2 separate regions of the Zea mays genome follow, and region 2 is linked to region 1. Evidence: chromatin contacts called from public Hi-C data. All regions are on one chromosome and are shown on one strand. The core of a region is the stretch at or near the end of the contact, and the rest is flanking DNA. Distances in the headings are between cores, read along the strand shown.

Region 1 (5,071 bases), core at 1,703-4,202:
GAGAGCGACGAGTTCACGTAGCCGAATTTTAGCGCGCGTACCGGACTGTCCGGTCACCGAACAATCACCGTTCATTGTTCGGTGCGCCATCAGAGCAACGGTTGGCTGTCAAAACTAGTCGTTGGAATGCACCGTTGGCACACCGGTGGCGCACCGGACTGTCCGGTGTGCCCACGCGCAGAAAGTTCCAGCAACGGCTAGTTTGGTGGTTGTAACACCCCATCCACTCTCGGCCGGCTGTACTTACTCCTAGCAGCTCTCTAGCATCATATATTGTCCCCACATACCAACACGAGCCTTTTGTGCGCACTTTGTCCTTACTCGTGCACACCTGAGAAAACTTCCCGGTCGGCCACCCATCCCAAATTCCTCCAAGCTAAGCACGCTTAACTTGGAGGTTCTTACGAGATAGGCTTCCGAAAAAGAAGATGCACCTTGTTGGTATGGATACTCTATTAATTCTATTAAGCCTTAGGCTAGGATATCACCATCCCAGGGGCCAGAATATCACAATCCACCCCCTTAGAAGACCGACGTCCTCATCGGTCAACCCCAATCCAGGAACCTTCCCTCTTAGCCATGTCTGTGTGTCTAGTGTTGTCATATGCCATGCCATGTGACCACTCTGGGCCCACATGCGCCATGCGCCATATACCCGAACCCCTAACCCACACACTCCTGTGAAACCTCGAGGGTCGGCTCTGATACCACTTGTAACACCCCATCTAATTCCTAGACCAACGGTACTTACTCCTGGTAGCTCTCTAGGATGATATATTATCCTCACATACCAACACAAGCCTTTTGTGCGCACTTTGTCCTCACTCATGCACACCCGAGAAAACTTCCTGGTCGGCCACCCATCCCAAATTTCTCCAAGTCAAGCACGCTTAACTTGGAGGTTCTTACGAGATAGGCTTCCGAAAAAGAAGATGCACCTTGTTGGTATGGATACTCTATTAATTCTATTAAGCCTTAGGCTAGGATATCACCATCCTAGGGACCAGAATATCACAATCTACCCCCCTTAGAAGACCGATGTCCTCGTTAGTCAACCCCAATCCAGGAACCTTCCCTCTTAGCCATGTCTGTGAGTTTAGTGTCATCATATGCCATGCCATGTGACCACTCTGGGCCCACATGCGCCATGCGCCATATACCCGAACCCCTAACCCACACACGCCCGTGAAACCTCGAGGGTCGGCTCTGATACCACTTGTAACATCCCGTCTAATCCCTGGACCAATGGTACTTACTCCTGGCAGCTCTCTAGGATTAATTATTATCCCCACATACCAACACGAGCCTTTTGTGCGCACTTTGTCCTCACTCATGCACACCCGAGAAAACTTCCCGGTCGGTCATCCATTCCAAATTGCTCCAAGCCAAGCACGCTTAACTTGGAGGTTCTTACGAGATAGACTTCTGAAAAAGAAGATGCACCTTGTTGGTATGGATACTCTATTAATTCTATTAAGCCTTAGGCCAGGATATCACCATCCCAGGGGCCAAGATATCACAGTGGTTGGGCCTATTTATACCCCCTCCGCCAGCCTCATTTAGGGTCTTGCTGCCCACATTCAAGTGTATTCATTGCTAGAGCATTGCAAGCCCCACAAAAGCCTAGCGAGGTGATTAGAAAATCTTAATCCCGTGTTAGGACCTCATTAGTGCACGTGAGAGCCACCTAGAGCACACACCACATGCATTAGGCTTCTCTTGGTCAAGTGAAAGTCTATAGCTTGTTACTCTTGGTGATCGGCATCACCTAGACGGCTTGATGGCGATTGGAGTGCGGTGATCACCCTGGAGGATTTGTTGGTGACCCAGCTTAAAATTGTACGCGGTCGTGAGGGATCCACCGCGCCGGAGTGGCAAAGGATCATCTCATAGAGAGCACTTGATTCTTGCGAGTACCAAGGGGGAGCGATACCCTTGCGCGGGTGCTCCAACGAGGACTAGAGAAGAGTGCAGACTCTTCGATAGCTCTGCAAAAAATTGGAGGAGTTTCTTACCCTTGCTTTACATTCCGCATTTATTTTGAGCATTTCTCTTTGTGCAATTGCTTAGCTAGTATTTGTAGTAATGACTTAGGGTTGTTGTTCATCTAGTAGTATTCACTTATTGCTAGTAGTTGGGTAAAGTTGGGCTCATACTTAGGGTTTAACTTTTGTTGGAATTTTAGAAAAGTCCAATTCACCCCCCTCTTGGGCATCGTGATCCTTTCAGGACTCGTGTCTCATATCTTGAGATAATATGAAGGTGGAATAAGTTTGCTAAATATGAAAAATTTTCACCACCGATATTAACAACTAGTTTGTGTAAGATGTGTTGAGATCCTTTTTGTTATCACTAGTATGCTAGGTTGCTATGTCTCATGCTCTATCTTAGTCATACTCTGCTAAAATTTAAATCAAGATAAGTGAAAAATAGAAAGATCAAGTTGTGTTTGCATTTGTCACCACATTGTATTGAGACTGCTTCTGCTTGCACATTTAGAAGAACTTGAGAAATATGGTGGCATTTTTGAAGTTTGCAGGCCTACCAAAAGAACAAGTGTTGGGGCTAGCAAGTATATAGTTTGGAAGTATGAGCATGGCAAGCCTCTTTTAGCCAGAGTTGGTCAAAGTACTTTCAACTCTTTTTATTCGGTCATGGACCAAACACCACTCATTTTTATATGCAGAGTCTAAAGTAAAAATTTACACCCAGACCAAACTTTCTAGTATATGTGGAATTACACATATCACATGTTATTTGCCAATAACACTTCACAACTTTTCCCCTTTTAGTGTTACCACTAAAGACAAGGCAACAAATTCCGTGGGTTGAACTCATTCGCACATTTAACATCTTTAATGAGAATAATAGACGAAACAAGAGATGTCCTGGCTTAAGGCCCATGCGTGAACGAGAGCATCCAACGACCTGTCTGATATATAGCCGTCCATTGAATCCGATTGGTTGACGACGAGAGGAAGTGAGAGCCGACACCGACAGGCACACGCGATTGGGGGCCATGCGCTGCCGTCGTCTGACGCCAGCCTACGCCAATTGCCAGTCAGCCAGTGCCATGACGGATGGCAACTGCCAACTGGGAGGGCCGGCCTTCTCCTGCAGTAGTCTCTCGTCCAGCCGGGGTTTTTATTTGCATTGGATTCTTTCTTCTTCCAGACAGCGGTCATGCATGCATCATGCAGAGCACTCGATCGAGCTGGGCTTAACATTCTAGCTCATAATCACTAGGCCGAAAGCACACTTTAAACGTCCTCGCTGGGCCACCCACCGAGTCATTTCAAACCTGAATTCAAATCGGCCCATACATATATCAGCCCCTGCAAAATGTCTGATCCGTGCTTTCCTACAAAAAAATGTCTGCTCCATGCACGCGGAGAGCCCCCCTCCCCCCCAAGTAAAAAAAGAGGGGATATTCTAATTCTATGTTTCATGGCCAGATTAAAGAGTAGGATGTTTTTAGTTTCAGCACGGGCCTTAAAACTTTTGACCAAGATCGGCGCAAAAAAGGTTTCGATTCTACGGATAGGGACTCTATTTTTCTATTTTAGGTATTATCTGATTTGCAAATATCCATTTCTGAATCCATGGAATGTGAGGATTAGAGATAAATTCATATATTCTGTCTAATCTACTTTCGAATCGATTGAAAAAAAAATTAATGAGGTAAAACACTATATAGAAAATGAGAGCTATCCTTTTATGATAGAGGTAGATTTTTGTTGTATTATTTGTTTTCTTGTATTATAGTTGTGTGCTCGTGCGTTGCAATGGGAACATATAATACAATTGATAACTTATGTACGTTGGGATGAGCATCGACATATATCTGACCGGATCTTCTTCTTTCTTGGGGATCTGGAGAAAAGCCTGTTCGGAAGCCAAACATGTTAAGACCTGATCATGTGCTGCCATTGTGTCTCTGATCATCATCAGCACATTGTTCGACGCTTGTATGAGTCTTGTTAATTTGCATGCCTCGTGCATAATCTCTCAACCATCAATTCATTATGGTATACAGAATTCATGTGAGTTGTGACAAACATTATCAAATTCATATAAATTATTTTAAAGAACCAATATAGAGTTTTATATGATAGAGAAATACATGTGGATTAAAAAATGCTAAACAAAAGATCTAAAATATAACAGTTCGATCAAGTTGCATAAGATGTACAATTTTCCAATTGCTTCTGCATTTGGAAGTCCACCTTTCTATGTTATCTTTGCTATTTCTGACTTAATAAAATCTAAATCTCTACTACTTATTAAGGCTGCAATAGTAGTCGGCCATTCCGCGTTCTGCCCATTCCGATTCCCTCCTCCCCGTGCACAGCCCATTCCCATTTCCATTCCCCCGTACAGCCGCCGCCTAGCTAAAATTAAAAAAATACACATAGCCCCAAGGGGATTTGAACCCACAACCTCTCAAGCAAATTTAGTAGTAGCTACCACTACACCACATATATATTTATGTCTACATCTATAACAGAAACACATCTACTACATCTCTCCCCAAGCCCACCTGCTATCATTGCACAATGCGTAGTATTAGATAAGTATCACCGAGATTCTTGAACTATATTTTTGGATGGAGTGAGTAGTATTTAAAGAAGAGCCTTACATGCAATTTCTTTTGTTTGAATAATATTTTCAACTTAAATTCCTTTTTTGCATGTGTGACATTTATTCTTTGTAATATTTTTTTCCATGGATCTGACTTGTGAGTTATTTTTATAAACCAACGCCAAACATGAATCCATGTTTCTTACTTGGAAACCCCGAACAAACATCATTAGCAGGAGGCACTCGTGTTGGGGTCGCTCATCGACGACAAGAAGAAACTTGGTGACTGCCAGTTCGACCTCTAGAAACAGCCCTACGTGGCCGCATGTGCCGCTATGTACGACAAGCTCTGGCGCCGCCACCGCTTGGACGCGGTGCAAAGCGGCTACTCCGCGCTGTCCATCGTCAAGCAGGGGGACCTCATGGTCGTCGCCAACATCGGTGACTCTCGGGTAGTTCTGGGCACTGCATTCAACGACGACGTCATCAC
Region 2 (5,071 bases), core at 1,648-4,147, 72 kb before region 1:
GATAATGCAAGATGTTTGATGTACAGAATCAGGCAGTCCACAAGCGCCGGCTGACAGAAGAGAGAGAGCATGCTGAAGATCCGCTGCTCCATCGAATTTTGAAGCAGATATAGACATGTCCAGACCTGTAGAACCGATCATTCAGACTATGTCATACACCCATCGGGACAACAAAAGAACATCGAAGTGCAGACGGTGCAGGAACAGGAACGGCATGGCAAATGAAATCACATGACATGGTTCAATAAAACTAGCATGAAAACAAGCAGAGTTGTATGACAGTCAATTACAATTTCTAACTCTGATGCTCAGAATTATTAAACTGGTCACTAGCACAGTAAAATGTAAGTGCAGGAGAGTCAAATAGACCTGCAGTTTATTAGTAATTTCTTGCAAGCAAAATGAAGTTTACATGTCATCCATAAACGAAACATGGAGTAATTAATTATCTCAACAGTGATCTAGGACTTCAGAAACCTAGAATAGGTGAAACTAAACAAATAAAATAATGCTACCAAATATGATATTGATAGAAAAACATCTACGTTTTCTTGGCACTCAAAATCCATCATCGCTAATAACCAAGTCCCAATACCATTTTGGAGAAAATGGTATCAGTCCCTGCAACATTTTATTTCCCATAAATCCAACATAATCAAGTGTTTGCATCCTAAACTAACATGTGAATACAACTGACAGTTCAATTCTGGTAGCATTCTTCTTTTTTCTGGTAGTAAATTTACAGAGTAAAGAATCAAGCAACCTACAACAAAACATCTATAAGCCCAGTTTGAATAGAGGTATGGCAAGGAGTTCAGCAATCTTTGTTCCGCCATACATTCTATGCAGGCTAAATCATATGAATAGCTACAAAAATATTTTGACTTTTAAGTTCACAAGCTTCTGCAATGAAAATTCAAAGTACTCGTGTAATAATAATCAGCTTCCCATCTCTGCAAGCGATGATAAAATGGATAAAGGTCCCTTTTATGTGTCAACTGCGGAAGATGTTTTAGGTAAGGTCCGACTAAACCGGAGATGGTTTACAACCCTTTGTCAACAAATATGGCAAACCACTTAACAAAGCTTCTTCCTTGATGAACACATTTCTGCAGCAAGTATGGATAATGTTTGGAAAATCAAACCTTTCATTGGCCAAGGCTCATCTTTGCCATGGCTAAGTGTTGGAATAGCATTGAACATGTGAGATTTATCCAAATGAACTTGTCCAGTAATTGTCCCAACTTTTGTTGATACATCACTTATTTCCTTTGCATAAGGGGGCTTTAAGTCAGATGAGCTGTCCCATGGAGAAGTGAAGGGTCTTACATGGCTAACAGGAGCTTTATTCCAGACAAAACTTATTTGCCGCCTATCATCTGCAGTGGCAGAGAAGTTCAGGGATAAGAATATTTCACTTTATAAATAGGAGGTAAGAAGGTAGAATAATACAATTGAAACACGATAATCCTGCTAGCTGTATAGTACAAGATACATATATTACTAATCACGATACTCTCAAGTCCAATGCCTAGTTTCTATTTAATTACACGAAGAAACACAACAGACAACTTATTGCTAAGTATAAAAGATAGAAAGCTTGCCATTTGCGTAACAAGACATCTGTTTGCATGACGTACATGCAGATGAATCTAGAACCTGGCTAAGAGCCCATCACCACCATTTTTTCTAGTGTCCACTTCCACTGATAGCAAATTTCGAACAGTAGTCAAGATATGAAAACATTACCAAACAATGTCGAAGGCAGCTTTGCAGAGGCGAAGGTGAATGCATCTGGCTGAGGCTTCCGGCGGCGGGCATTGTGATCAGACAGACGCCTCCTGCAGCTCCTCTTCTTCTGATCAAACTCTGACAGCGCATGGAATCTGGATTGCCAGAACCCAAGCAATCAGCAAAAACAAAATAGACACTATTTATGGTTAAATGCCATGTAAAAGTGCAATACAGGAGATATATGCCTGCAATATTCACATAGTTTTAATGGAATAAAATAGACACGGGTCAGTAGCCCACAAAAAAACGCTCATCCCAAAAGCATACCCATATATCGAGAGCCATACCAAAACTGGAAAAGGGAAACAGGCATAGTAGCCATTTCTCATTTCACCCATGCGTACGATTCTCCACAACAAGTACAACAGTACCAATAGTGGAAAGGAAGCATCTTTCATTGCTAGATCAGGAAAAAAATGTAGTTCCGTACCCAAAAAAACGGCACAACCGCGCACGCAGCTCACGCGCCGTACACACACACAGCATGTAGCCACAAAACTAATAGAGAACACGTAAAAAACAACTGCTTGTCCAAACCAATCAACAAATCACGCGATAATTGCAGCGCAAAAGCGCGAACCATCGTTGCAGAAAGCAATCAAAGGAAGGAAGACGGAAGCAATCGCACAGAGCAAGCGAGAGAAGAGGCGTGGAGGAGGCAAGCGAGAGCAAGCGAGAAGACGACCCACCGGCTGCACTGCTGGCAGAACCGGCGCTCCTGGCCGGCGACGATGACGCGGGGGGACTTGGTGTGGGCCTCGCAGACGCGGTGCTTACGGTGGTAGTCCTTGACCCTGCTGAGGTCCAATCCGCACCCCTCGACCTGGCACCTCAGCTCACCTCCCCCGCGGTCCTCGCCGGCCCTGGCACGCTTCGCCTCCCGCTCCTTCCCGCCGCGCCGCGCCGGGGCGTCGCTGGAGGAGCCCGAGCCCGTGGCGGCGTGGTCTCCCCAGTCCCAGAGGAGGGGAGGCGATGAGGCGGGCTTCGGGGCCGTCCACTCCATGCGCCGCGGCGACGATTTGGGCTGGTCAATTCGGGATTTGGGGATCGAAGAGAGGATGGGAGAGGTGGTGAACAGTGTGGACTGTGGAGAAGACGAGATGGGGAAAGGGAATTTGGAATAGAAAAAAAAGGCAGGTCTTTTTTATATTTTGACCTCCTTTTTCTTTTTTTTTCTGTTCTTTTTTTTTGCATGTGCCTTTTGTTTCTTTTTTTTGAGGTATTTTTATACGGACAATTCTCAGTTTGCGTTTGCATCCCTTAAAAAAAAGATGTGTACCGCTTACGTATATGACCGTAGTGTTCAACTTCAGCATTAGCATCTTCATAGTTAAAAAAGGACTATTAAATTTAGGCCCTTAGTTTTGGCATCTTTCTCATTTCTACCCTTTGTTGTAATTTTTTTCTCAGTTTTACTCTTCTGCTCTATAGCGCTGGAAGGGCAAAACTGAGAAAAACCCACGACTAAGAATAAAAATGATAACACTAGCAAAACTAAGAGCATCACCTTAAAATCCGAAAAAACCAATAATTGTTTCTCAAAGGACTAAAAATATTAGGACCATATCCGTGAGTTTATCTAATACTTTCTATAAGGTCATTCTCAAGTGTCATGGGCATTAAATAGGCTATGGTATGACAGTGTATTTATTATGAAAGATATGAAATCAATTTCGTGGGGATGAAATCATGTGTACATTGTTTTTTCAAGATGTTTGTGTTTTGCATGTGACCTAGGAAACAATAAAGATGAAACTATGCACTGTGTGAGACTATTTCATCATAGTTTCAAACTTCCTTAGATGATGTGTCACTCTAGTTAATTGTGCCATGAAACTCCCATTGAGAAGGAAAAATTAACTATTTTAAGGTGGGTGACAAATTTTTTGCCATGTCAGTGACACATGTGTCAGTGGCATATGATTAAGAACATTTCGTAAAGATGGCAAATACTTAAATACCCCTATTGAGAATGACGTAATCTCACTCTAGAACATAGAGTAAAAATTTTGCATAGTTTTATACTTTTTTGTCTCTTCTATATTTGTATTAGGAATGGTATGGTATGTCTTATTCAAATATAGTGTTGGTACAAAAAGATGTGTGTATATGCAATCGTGTTTGGTTCAGCAATCTGAACCAAATTTATTGTAAGAAAATATAGAATCTCAATTAAACGGATATAACATTAAACAGATATAACAGTAGAATATATTTTTGAAATCTACATATTTCTCTAGTTTAATTTAGAATTACCTTCTATCCTAGATTTTTTATATTCTTGTCGTCAATGTTACAAATTATCATGCTATTATAGAATCTATAGTTTATAGTTGTTTAAACCAAATAAATTTTAGTTTTTTCATAATCGTCAGCTCACAACAGCTTTCGCAGCTCATAGCTAGAATCAAATTTCCAAAAAATCTACAACTGAATCAAATAGACCCACAATGTTCACCTTAGCATTTAGAGCATGTTCATAGTTTTAAAATTTTGTTAAATCAATGAATTTTAAAGGGCTAAAAATATTAGGAGCATATTCGTGAGTTTCTCTAATAATTTCTAAAATCTCACTCTAAAACATAGAAGGTAAGATCATCCTAACTAGTTTTGCTTTTACTTATAACTTTTTTTTCTTAACTGCTTAATTTTGTAGCTTACAATTCCCATACCTTAATAGATCTATATACTAAGACCAAAGTGTTACAACAATGTGTTATATGCTACTAAACTCAATAGTTATACCATATATTTATATAAGAAAGAAAATTTCTCTGCTCCTTTAAAGCATGAGTTTTGTGCACGTGTGTCACGCGTGAAGTGTGTAGATCTGATTCCCCCATGTCTCCCCAAACAATCAGATAAAGTAAGTCTTACTCTTGCATGCGCAACCAACCATGCAACCACCACGAGCACTTTCTCCTCTTCCTCCTCCTCGGTGTTGGCGTCATATATTAACCTCCAACCTCTCATCTTTTTGCTCGTTTCTGTCTCTTTCACCTAGATTCTTCTGTACCGCCACAGAGGACATCAAGTAGGCCATTTTGATACGCCTCGAGCTGCTGCCGTGACTCTCCGCCAGCATACGCTTCTATAGATAACAAGGCAAGAAGAGGAGAGGCGTCCCCGCTGGCGATACATGGCTGAACAGTCGAGGAATAGGAGAAGGCGGCATTCCGGATTCCGAGTTCAGTTTTGTATTGGTTATTGGCAAAAAAATTGTGAGACATTAAGATCGATGATAATATATATTGTTCGTTTTCATGTAATCGTTGTA

Evidence for each region. A called contact is a pair of places that touch in the nucleus more often than the background predicts.
Region 2: a contact with region 1 is called in a Hi-C map of endosperm, with 1.9 times the contacts expected there. The contact joins the promoter of sbp12 here to the enhancer-like site in region 1. A contact is called at or near these places in 2 of 25 Hi-C or Micro-C datasets (endosperm and leaf).

Annotation. Positions count from the first base shown.
Region 1 is chr5:88,734,087-88,739,157 of Zm-B73-REFERENCE-NAM-5.0, reverse strand. No RefSeq gene overlaps it. Among protein-coding and RNA genes, the nearest start is that of sbp12, 72 kb to the left of the region's middle. Within about 2 kb of position 2,952, at least 17 of the 20 cell types and tissues checked have an H3K27ac peak or open chromatin away from gene starts, as enhancers often do. A contact at or near this core is called in endosperm and leaf, where this site is marked.
Region 2 is chr5:88,806,384-88,811,454 of Zm-B73-REFERENCE-NAM-5.0, reverse strand. sbp12 (SBP-transcription factor 12) reads right to left here and starts at 2,897. Exons shown (of 4, transcript NM_001136780.1): 1 at 2,484-2,897; 2 at 1,750-1,886; 3 at 1,146-1,379; 4 at 1-125. The coding sequence starts at 2,797.